2 separate regions of the Mus musculus genome follow, and region 2 is linked to region 1. A link is a contact called in public Hi-C data. All regions are on one chromosome and are shown on one strand. The core of a region is the stretch at or near the end of the contact, and the rest is flanking DNA. Distances in the headings are between cores, read along the strand shown.

The links. Hi-C and Micro-C count contacts between places; a contact is called where the count stands out from the background.
Region 2: a contact with region 1 is called in a Hi-C map of granulocyte-monocyte progenitors, with 4 times the contacts expected there. The contact joins two enhancer-like sites. A contact is called at or near these places in 2 of 15 datasets of contacts at CTCF or cohesin (the NIH/3T3 cell line and embryonic stem cells), 28 of 484 Hi-C or Micro-C datasets (the HL-1 cell line, the NIH/3T3 cell line, Th1 cells and 22 more) and 11 of 115 datasets of contacts at active chromatin or transcription factors (the HPC-7 cell line, astrocytes, embryonic basal ganglia and 7 more).

What each region holds. Positions count from the first base shown.
Region 1 is chr13:43,189,359-43,194,021 of GRCm38.p6, forward strand. Gm40929 (a long non-coding RNA gene) reads left to right here. Exons shown (of 4, transcript XR_873309.3): 4 at 1,683-2,238. Among named protein-coding and RNA genes, the nearest start is that of Gm40929, 20 kb to the left of the region's middle. Within about 2 kb of position 2,508, at least 94 of the 459 cell types and tissues checked have an H3K27ac peak or open chromatin away from gene starts, as enhancers often do. A contact at or near this core is called in the HPC-7 cell line, cardiomyocytes, cerebral cortex and 4 more, where this site is marked.
Region 2 is chr13:43,529,470-43,534,132 of GRCm38.p6, forward strand. Gm32939 (a long non-coding RNA gene) reads left to right here. Exons shown (of 4, transcript XR_382266.3): 3 at 734-909; 4 at 1,629-2,316. Among named protein-coding and RNA genes, the nearest start is that of Gm32939, 15 kb to the left of the region's middle. Within about 2 kb of position 2,047, at least 205 of the 459 cell types and tissues checked have an H3K27ac peak or open chromatin away from gene starts, as enhancers often do. A contact at or near this core is called in the HPC-7 cell line, cardiomyocytes, cerebral cortex and 4 more, where this site is marked.

The sequences.
Region 1 (4,663 bases), core at 1,258-3,757:
ATTGTGTTGAGATTTCTTCTTTTTATTCCTAGTTTCTTGAAGCCATTTTAAATCTTTTTAAAATTTTTATGTCTATGGGTATTTTGGCTGTATGTATATCTGTGCATCATATGCATACAGTGCTGGGGGTGGGGGGGCAGAAGAGGGCATTAGATCCCTGGGACTGGAACAATTACAAGCCACCATGTCAGTGCTGGGAATTGAACCCAAGTCCCTAGAAGAGCAGCCAGTGTTCCTAACTACCGAGCCATTTCTCTGGTCCTTCGGAGGCTTTTTACTATGAAGGGATGTAGAACTTTGTCAAATGCCTTTTCTGCTGTGAGATGACCAGGTAATTTCTAACCTTAAGCTTATTTACATGCTGGGTTTCATTTACTGATTTGTGTACGTCGAGTCAATCTCGTGTCTCTGGAACAAAGCCATCTGTTCATAGTGCATGATCTTAATGCAGTACTGCATTTGGCTCACAAGATCTTATCGTGAACTTCTGCATCTTCATTCACTGGAGAAACTGTCACATAGTTTTCCTTCTTTCTTGTATCCTCATCCAGCTTTGCTATCAGGGCAATTGTGGTTCCATAGAATGGGTTTGATGGTGTCCCTTCTCCTTTTAGTTTAAGAAACAGTTTGGGGAGCATTGGGGGTAACTTTTGAAAGATTTAGGGAGATTTATTACTGCCTTGAATGGTTATTAGGGACCTGCTTGTGTATTTATATTTGGTTTAATTAAAACTTTTTTCCTGCCGGGTGTGGTGGCGCATGCCTTTAATCCCAGCACTTGGGAGGCAGAGGCAGAGGCAGGCGGATTTCTGAGTTCGAGGCCAGCCTGGTCTACAAAGTGAGTTCCAGGTCAGCCAGGGCTATACAGAGAAACCCTGTCTTGACAAAGCAACAACAACAACAAAAACCCTTTTATCCTTTTGATTTCTTCATTGCTCTATTAATTATTCAAGAGAACATACCTAGTTCCCTTGTACAGTTTCTAAAGTTCCCCTTGTTCCCAGTTTCTAGTACTATTCTACTATCACTAACAGAGGAGGCATATAAAGTTACAAATTCATACACTGAATAGCTCAAAGATCTTCACAGGGCAGCATTTTAAAACATCCCTGTGATACAACAGGGTTTATAGTAGGAAACTGTAGTTGCTACCGTTCCCCTTGTTCCCAGTTTCTAGTATTTCTCTGCTATTCCTAACAGAGGAGGTGTATACTTCTCCTCACCATCGGCCTCTTCCTCATTTTAAGTATTTTCATGTGTACCTTGTTATTTGTACATCCTTATAAAAATTGTACATTATAAACTTATACATTTAATTGTGATATTTCATGTATTAACATACTTTGGTTATAAGATTTTACTTGTTTAATTTTTGAGACTTATTTTGTGGCCTAAAGTAGTCTGTGCTAGACAATGTTCCCTGTGTGATGAGAAGAATATACATTCCACAGCTCTTGGATGTCATGTGTTGTACCATGCTTAGTCTTAGGCAAATGTGTGAGAAGCAGCAGAGTGTAATGTCCTGTAAATGGCTGGTTTGTTTAGTCTATAGTATAATTTAACCCTAGCATTCTTTGCTGCTTTATGTTACGATAGCTTTGGGTTCTTCATCAGTCTGTTGTTGAAAGTGGGTACATATTCTCTCCAAGAGTCAGAGTATTAGCATTCATCTCTTCTTACAGAGCTAATCATGTCTTCAAGAGGACGGGGAAAGGGAAAGAGGCTAAGGAGGCCGGGGAGGAGACCCATCATCGATCGGCAGGAGATGAAGTGAAGGGGATACAGCATGTGTCAGGTGACCAGGAAACAAAAATGACTGAAAAGCACTCAGTCTGCATGGATGGTTTGGATGCATGGTGGGTCCAATGGCAGGATGGATGGACGGACAGATATAAGCAAGAAAGAGAGGCTGCTCGAAAGTAAAGGAGAACCTGGATGTCACAGGAAATCCAGCAAGGCAGGAGATCCAGATCTGACCCACAGAATGGGTTAGGGAGTCCCAGGGATAAGAAGCCAGAGACTCCCCTGTTGAGCTTCCAGCTCTGTGGGTCAGGCAGGCTATGCTGGGAACTTCCACAGAAACATTCTCGTGTAGGAAGAGAAAGGAGACTGGAATGACAGGTTCTCTGGCTGCTGAGAAGGGCAAAGAGGCCCTGTGTATGCCAAAAGATAAATGGCACACACTGAGTGGTAAGGGGCCAAAAGATCCAGGACAGGTGACAGGAGAGGGTGAAGTAGAGGCTTTTGTATCTTTGGGGGGGGGGAGGCTGAAGGGGGGGGGCGATTTGCAAATGGGAAAAGCACCAAGAAAGGAGGGACCCAAGAGATGGCACTTACTTAAAACACAGTGGTAGACATAGAACATTTCTTTCAGCAACTGCCAACAGCTTGCTAGCTTTGGACAGCCAGATTTCATAAACTTCCTGCAGAAACTCCTCCTCCATTCTTTCTCACCGCTGTCCTCCTCATACAGGCTGTTCTTGAATCACAGATTAAAGGCTGTCGGCCGCAAATAGCTCCTCTCCCACGTCCCACGTAGCTCCCGCGTAGCTCATGTGAGTTCGCTTATCTGCATAGCCTTCCGTTATCTTGGATGCCCAGCTCTCTGGCCCTTACATCCGTTTTCTCCCTTTCATCTATTCTTACCCTTGACATGCTCCAATCCTTTTGCGGCTGCCCTCTCTTCCCCTTACCGTCCCTGTTATGGCCAGCCCCGCCCTCTTTTCCCTCCCACCTCCTTTGTGACCTGCTACATGTTGTCCCTTCACAGCTGGATTTCCACACAGCTGCTATTCCGGGGCCAGTTCTGTCTCCTGCTTTGTGCCAGGAACCTGAGTATCAAGTTAGCTTAGCACACTTAAAAGCCACTTCATCTGTTGGTGAACTTGTCCCAGATGAAACCCAAGAACATAGTGGGTCTTTAGGCTGACTGCATGACACCGGGTCATAGATCTGCTTCGTCCTTGCTGGTGGAGTATCTGAAGCAATTATGATTAACCCTTCCCAAGTGGGTCTCTAGCCTTACCCTAACCTAGCCCTGATCGAGACTCTTTCGTTCTTTATTAGTGGCTTGGGGTGGTTTTACTAAGCCTTAACTTTGTACACAAGCACCCCCCCCCCATCACCTTAGGGTCCCTCTTGGTTTTGTTTTTTGTTTTGTTGTTGTTTTTGGTTTTTTTGTTTTTGTTTCGAGATAGGATTTATCTGTGTAGCTCTGGCTGTCCTGGAACTCACGCTGTAGACCATGCTGGCCTCGAACTCAGAAATCCACCTGCCTCTGCCTCCCAAGGGCTGGGATTAAAGGCATTCACCACCACTACCTGGCCTTTGGGTTGTATTGTAATAAGAATTCTTGATTGTAAAAACTGTTGTTTTGAGTTGCTGACTGAAGGTTTGTAAAAACATCATGAAATTGGGGCTGACATTACAGACTACAATAAGTTTAACTGCATTTACGTTGCCTTGACATTGGACTTGGTATTTTAAAACATTTGGGGGGATGTGGGTGGGTGCCACACATGCATATGGAGGTCAGAGGACAACCCTTGAAAGCTGGCTTTCTCCTCCTTCCATCCATGATCTGTCAAAGATCAAACTCTGGTTGTCCGGCTTAGCAGTAAGACCTTCACCCACCAAGCTGTCTCACCCACCCAGGGTTGGTATAAATAACCCAGAGATGATTTAACGTTTATGGGAGGACCGTGTAGGTGCTGTGGTATACCCTCCATTTTACAGAGGGGACCTGAGCATCCATGGGCTTAAGCGCATGTGTGGATGCTGGATCAAATCCCCCCTTGGATACCAAGGGACTATAATTGCCTGAGAAAGCCTCCCTTGAGTGACTTATCCTATTTTCACAGATGGCTAGAGGGAAAGAGTGTGGTTTGATCTGTATGTAATTAGCAGATAAAGGTATTTCTGTAATTAGTACAACATTTGAGAGGAAGCCCAAGCAACCAGGTCAGATTCCGTGGCGTTATCTTGCAGACCTGTGGTTGAGCCTCAGTCATCGCTGAAGTCACCCCTCAGGAATTTACCCAGCAGATGCAGACTGAGAGATAACAGTCAAAGGAAGCCTGACTTGAACAAGCAGGCAAAGGCATTTGAAGGGCTTTAACTGGCACCGATTTCTTAGAGCAGTGTTTGGTTCTAGCGAGCTGCAAAGCTGTGTGTGTTTGTGACTTGGCGCCAACCCTGTGGAAGGGTGTGTCCTTTCTGTCTCATCTAGATCTCTTGAACCGTCTTTCAATGGGAGCAAAGTCCAGAGAGCCCCAGGCAAAGGGACCTTTCCCACTCAGGGAAAGAACAAGGCAGATGTGGCTCAGTTAGTGGGACCTTATTGCTTACATTAAGGCGATGCTATTTCTCCCACCTTAATAAAATTTCTTCATACTTTGCATACATGTAATTCATCATAAAATACGTCAGTCATTTCGTTTTTCAAATGGAGCCAACCAGACTTGTCATGATAGGTTCTAAAATACATGAGATTTAAAACAACACTAAACAAAATCCCAGCACTTGAGAGGCAGAGGCAAGTAAATTTACTTGGTTGCATAGTGAGTTTCAGGACAGGTACTCAAACTCACTATGTACAGACTGCCAGAAAAAAAAAAAGGAAGGGAAACTAGAAGGTGGGTCTGTTTATGGGTTGGGATGCGTT
Region 2 (4,663 bases), core at 797-3,296, 340 kb after region 1:
GCTAGACCCTGTCTCAAAACGGTCCTTTGAGGGATTCTGGTATGTGTTCAAGCTTTGGACTGTTCTCTACCAGTCGTGGAAATCTGGTCCCTCCTGGCTTGTGATTGGCTTAAGAACCCAGGCCCAAGCCAATCAGCACATAGCATTCCTTGGTGAGAGTAACTTCTTGTGGCTGAAGGAGCTGCTCTTTTTCTGAGGTAGGTGTTCCCATATGAAGGGAGCCAGCTGGAATACGGTACTGACAGTGATGGACAGAAAGCAGAGATTTGGAGAGGACACAGGTATTCAACCAGCCCATCCCACCTTTAAATGTTGTATTTTTGGGTCAAATCTATTTTGTCATCTGTTGAGTTACACAAAGCCACTAGCGCACCTCCAGATACAATGAGCTTCCCATGTTGTATTTTACAGAGGGAGATTAAGAAATTTGCACTAGCCAGTTAGGAAATGAATTGCTAGGACCTGAATCCAGGGCTCTGACGTTAGAGCCCATCTTCAGGTTAAAGCTGGAAATGAGAGGTGAACTTCACTTTCTTAATGGGTTGGGGTACTGAGAAGACACGAAGGCAGCGAGTATCCAACCAAAGAAGCAATGTCATGGAATGAAGAAATGATCCCCGGAGGAGGGAGGGTACATGGAACAAATGCCTTTTGCCTGATTCTGTCCAGAGCCTGTGCTGGTACTTGGGTCCTTAAATGAAATGATGTTCGTTCTCTTCTTTCACGCAAACAGATTGGCATAATATGTTGTTTTGCAAGACCCACAGGAGAAGAGCATAAAGCCGGTGTTCCTTGGACAGGCAGGCAGCCTGGTCCAAGTGCATCTATAAACCGTAACCGCCCACACCCAAAGGCAGCGTGTAAGACAAAAAAAGCAGTTTAGAAGATTCCCATTAGCAAGGATAAAAGGTAAGAGCCTCAGACCTTGTCTGCAACACACATATAGCATGGCATAAATTGTGTGTCTTACAGTCTGCGGGGGTGGGGGTGGGGGTCCCTAGCCCATGTGCCTCTCTCGGGGGATGACCACGTCTGAGGGAGGCTTGTGCCTCGTGTTCACTCCTCTGTCATCTGCATTGCGGGTTAGCTCTCACCCACTCCCACCACACTCCTGCTTTCTCTGGCGCCCCTTCAGAGCTCTGGAGCTAATTTTAACCTGTAAGCTGAATCTCAAAGCAAAGAAGTCCTAGAGCTCCGGGTGGCTTGAAACTAAAGGAAACAGGCCGTAAAGTGTTCAGAGAGATAAGGCAAGCCAGGAGATAACTGCTTTCCTCTCTGACCATTGAGCAGAACTTGACAATAAGGGCAGATCATCTTTGGTAAATGTCTTGTCATGGGACAGCAGGCATTCACTGAGGCATTATGGAGCATTATTTTGGAAGGGAGCTGGTTAAAAAAAAAGTGCTATGTTGTTTCTAGGCTTTGGGCCATGTGCATATATACTAATATACTCAAGGGAAGGTGGGTTAACAGCAGTTTTTTTTTTTTGCGGGGAGAAGAATGGGATGGGGCAGGAAGCTTCCTAGAAGTGTGATTCGTGCAAGAGTGACGGCAGTTCAGGGAACTGTCGGGAATACAAAGTTCCCCCATTTGCTAACGGCTGTTCTCTGTGTTTGTTTTTGATACAGAGGACCACTATGGGCCAGATGAAAGGGACTCATCTCTACCCAGGGCACTGAGCACTGTTTAAGCACTCTTAAAGTCGGCTAATACTAACGATCAGCCCTCATTGTAAGCACTCCCTCTGATGTTCATTTTCCAGTAAATAAGCAAAGATGTTGGGGGATGGGCTATCTGACTTCCTAATTGGCAGCTGTTGGACTCTCCTTTGTTGCCCTGGCCGCCTTGAGCAAAAGGACTGTCAATCAAAAGCCAGCTGGACTACACTTAATGCCAACACTGGCTGTGTCGAATACTCCACAGGCGCTTTGAGAGGACAACGCTCTGAATGCAGCTGGCTGTTCCTGCACCTGAAGGGGTGGCCTCGGCCAGGGCTGTTCAAACAGACAGCAACTGGACTGTTTGGTATCACAAGCCTCAGTGAACTCAGGTTACCCTGTAACCACTTCCAACCTAAGCCAGAGGGGGAGTGCCATGGAGAGAAAAGCGGCTGTGACTAGGGCTAAAGAGACAGGGCTCTGATTGGTGCAAACACAAACCCTCATTTGCATGTGGTTTGCTCTGATTGGAGCAAGCTCCCCTCCCTCCTCTAGCTACAGAAGCAGGCAATTTAGTAAGCATCCTGGCAGACGCACCTTCTTGTACTGCCTTCCCATGTAGCAATGTTATGCCCAATAAAAGGCTTCTCTTGAGTGATCTTCTCTTGCTTTTTTAATAGCGTGGGCTGAGCTGATAACACGAGGAAAGGAGCGGGAGAGACAGTGAAGCAACTGGAGGTTAGGTGACTGCTGGGCCAAGCTGCTGAAGCAGTAAGTGGCTACTTGGCAGCTGGAGGCTACAAAGCTACAGAGTTAGAGAAAAGAGAATGCCGGCCTAGGGACTGGAAGAGTTCTAGAGAGCTGTCAAACTATTTGGGCCAAAAGACCTCTAACACCCCAAGCCCAGGAGCTAGAACATACTGGCCACTGTCAGCGTGAGGAAATCCTGATGCCTGCTACAGTCAGTAGTTGCTAAAGACTACTGGGAATCCTGACTTCCTAAGAATAGAAACACAGTGGCACTTGCCTTTAATCCTACACCCCCCACCCCCAGTAGGTGGAGGCAGGTTATGTGCAGCGCGGAAGGTTAAGTGAAATAATAACCGTATTTCCTCCATCGGGATCGTAATACCTTTAGCCTGGCAGTGGTGGCTCATACCTTTAATCCCAACATTTGGGAGGCAGAGACAGGCAGATATCTGAGTTTGAGGCCAGCCTGCTCTACAAAGAGTTCAGGGAGCTGCCAGGGCTACAAAGAGAAACAGAAACTCTGCCTCTGAAAACCAAACTAAACCAAACACAAACCCCAACAAGAACAACAAAACAAAAAAATCCAAAACAACAACAACAACATCACCACCACCACCAGCAGCAGAAAACCCAGTAGCATGAAGAATCCAGTTACCCAAGGCCTCCAAGGAGCTATTAACACTAGTGGGACACTGCTGGCTGCTGATTGGATGGTCTTGAATACAAACATTGTTGAGAACAGCTAGCCTCCTACCTACCCACAATTGTCATCAGGTTTTGTTTGTCTTGAACTCTGAATGACATTGCTCTCAAGCTTAAAAATAAAATAAAGCCCCCCAGGAAGTGGAAGTTTTTGTAGTGTGTTATGACAGACTCAGGTGGTATTTTGCTGAGGCAAGCCCATGCTAGCTGTTGTTCTTGATTTGATTCCCAGCATCCACACAGCAGCTTACAACCAGTTGTAACTCTAGTTTCCAGGGGATTGGGTGGCCTCCAAGGGCAGTAGGCAGGCACATACATAAAACGGATAGGACACTTATCATACATGTAAACCAAACTGGAAAAAAAAAAAAAGACAAGAAAGCAAGCAAGCAACCAAGCAGAAACAGGTTGCTTCCTGAAGTTGTATATTATTTTTATGTTTTTGAGGCAGGGTCTCACTATGCAATCCTGGCTGGCTTAGAGCTTTCTGTGTAGATTAGGCTGGTCTCAAACTCATAGAGATCTGCCTGCGTCTGCCTGCCAAGTGCTGAGATTAAAGAAGCTGTACTACCATGCCAGGTATTATAGCAACTTTTTGACATTAAAAAACACATCCGAGGCTCTGATTTGCTTGGGGAAGATTGAGGACACGTGGTTCCTATTCCCATGGACTCAGTGGGAAGCTGATGGCAGGGAAGACAGACTCTGTGCAAATGAAACAGAACCTAGGCATGCTGCGAATGCCCTCAGAGACCTGGTTCTGGCTTTCCGTGGATCTTTCATTTATGCTGAGGGTGGTCCACAAGGCTGAGTAAGAAATGACGAGACACATGAACAACGATGTCACAAAGAAGACAACAGAATCAAACAGCAGGCCTAAGCTTAGGTGACTCTAAGGCCTGAACAGACGGTTCCATGCTTAGAGCAACTCCTTTGTACTTTAAGAGTGTTGCCACTTCCCTTGGGACATGATTGGGCGTATTCCTGCCCTCTCCCAGTCCCTGTCACAGCCTGGTTTGTACTCTAGCTGTTCAAGAGAGCAGCTTATTGAGTAGGCTACCACACTGTTCTCAGTCTGTCTATCTTGGTAACCTAAATGGTAGCTCTGGAGCCTGTGAAGGGAAATGCGTTCATCTGGGCACTTGCACAAATATAATTACCACCGCCAGAGAATGCTTTCAGCTATTGCACATAGACTGTGCAATGGTTTCTAGGCACGCTCGGGGTTTGACTGTTTACAGAACATTTTCCTGCTTGGCTTCATTTGATTCTCACTGAGTGTGGTATCTCTTTTCTGGCACCACTTCTAAGCTAGGTGCTTGGGGCAGGGGAGTTTTCTGTGCCTTGGTGCCCTCACCTGGAACCTAGAGATGACTCCGGTGCATACTTCCCCTCGGGTGTGATGGCCAAGGTGAACAGGTGAATGTCAGGGCTGGACCAGGAACACAGAGAGGGCCTCCAATGGCCCATATTCTTAGCATCACCAGCATCATTAATTAGAATGTGGAGAACCGAGGTGTTGGTCTTCTCCTCAAACTTACATTGAAACTTGA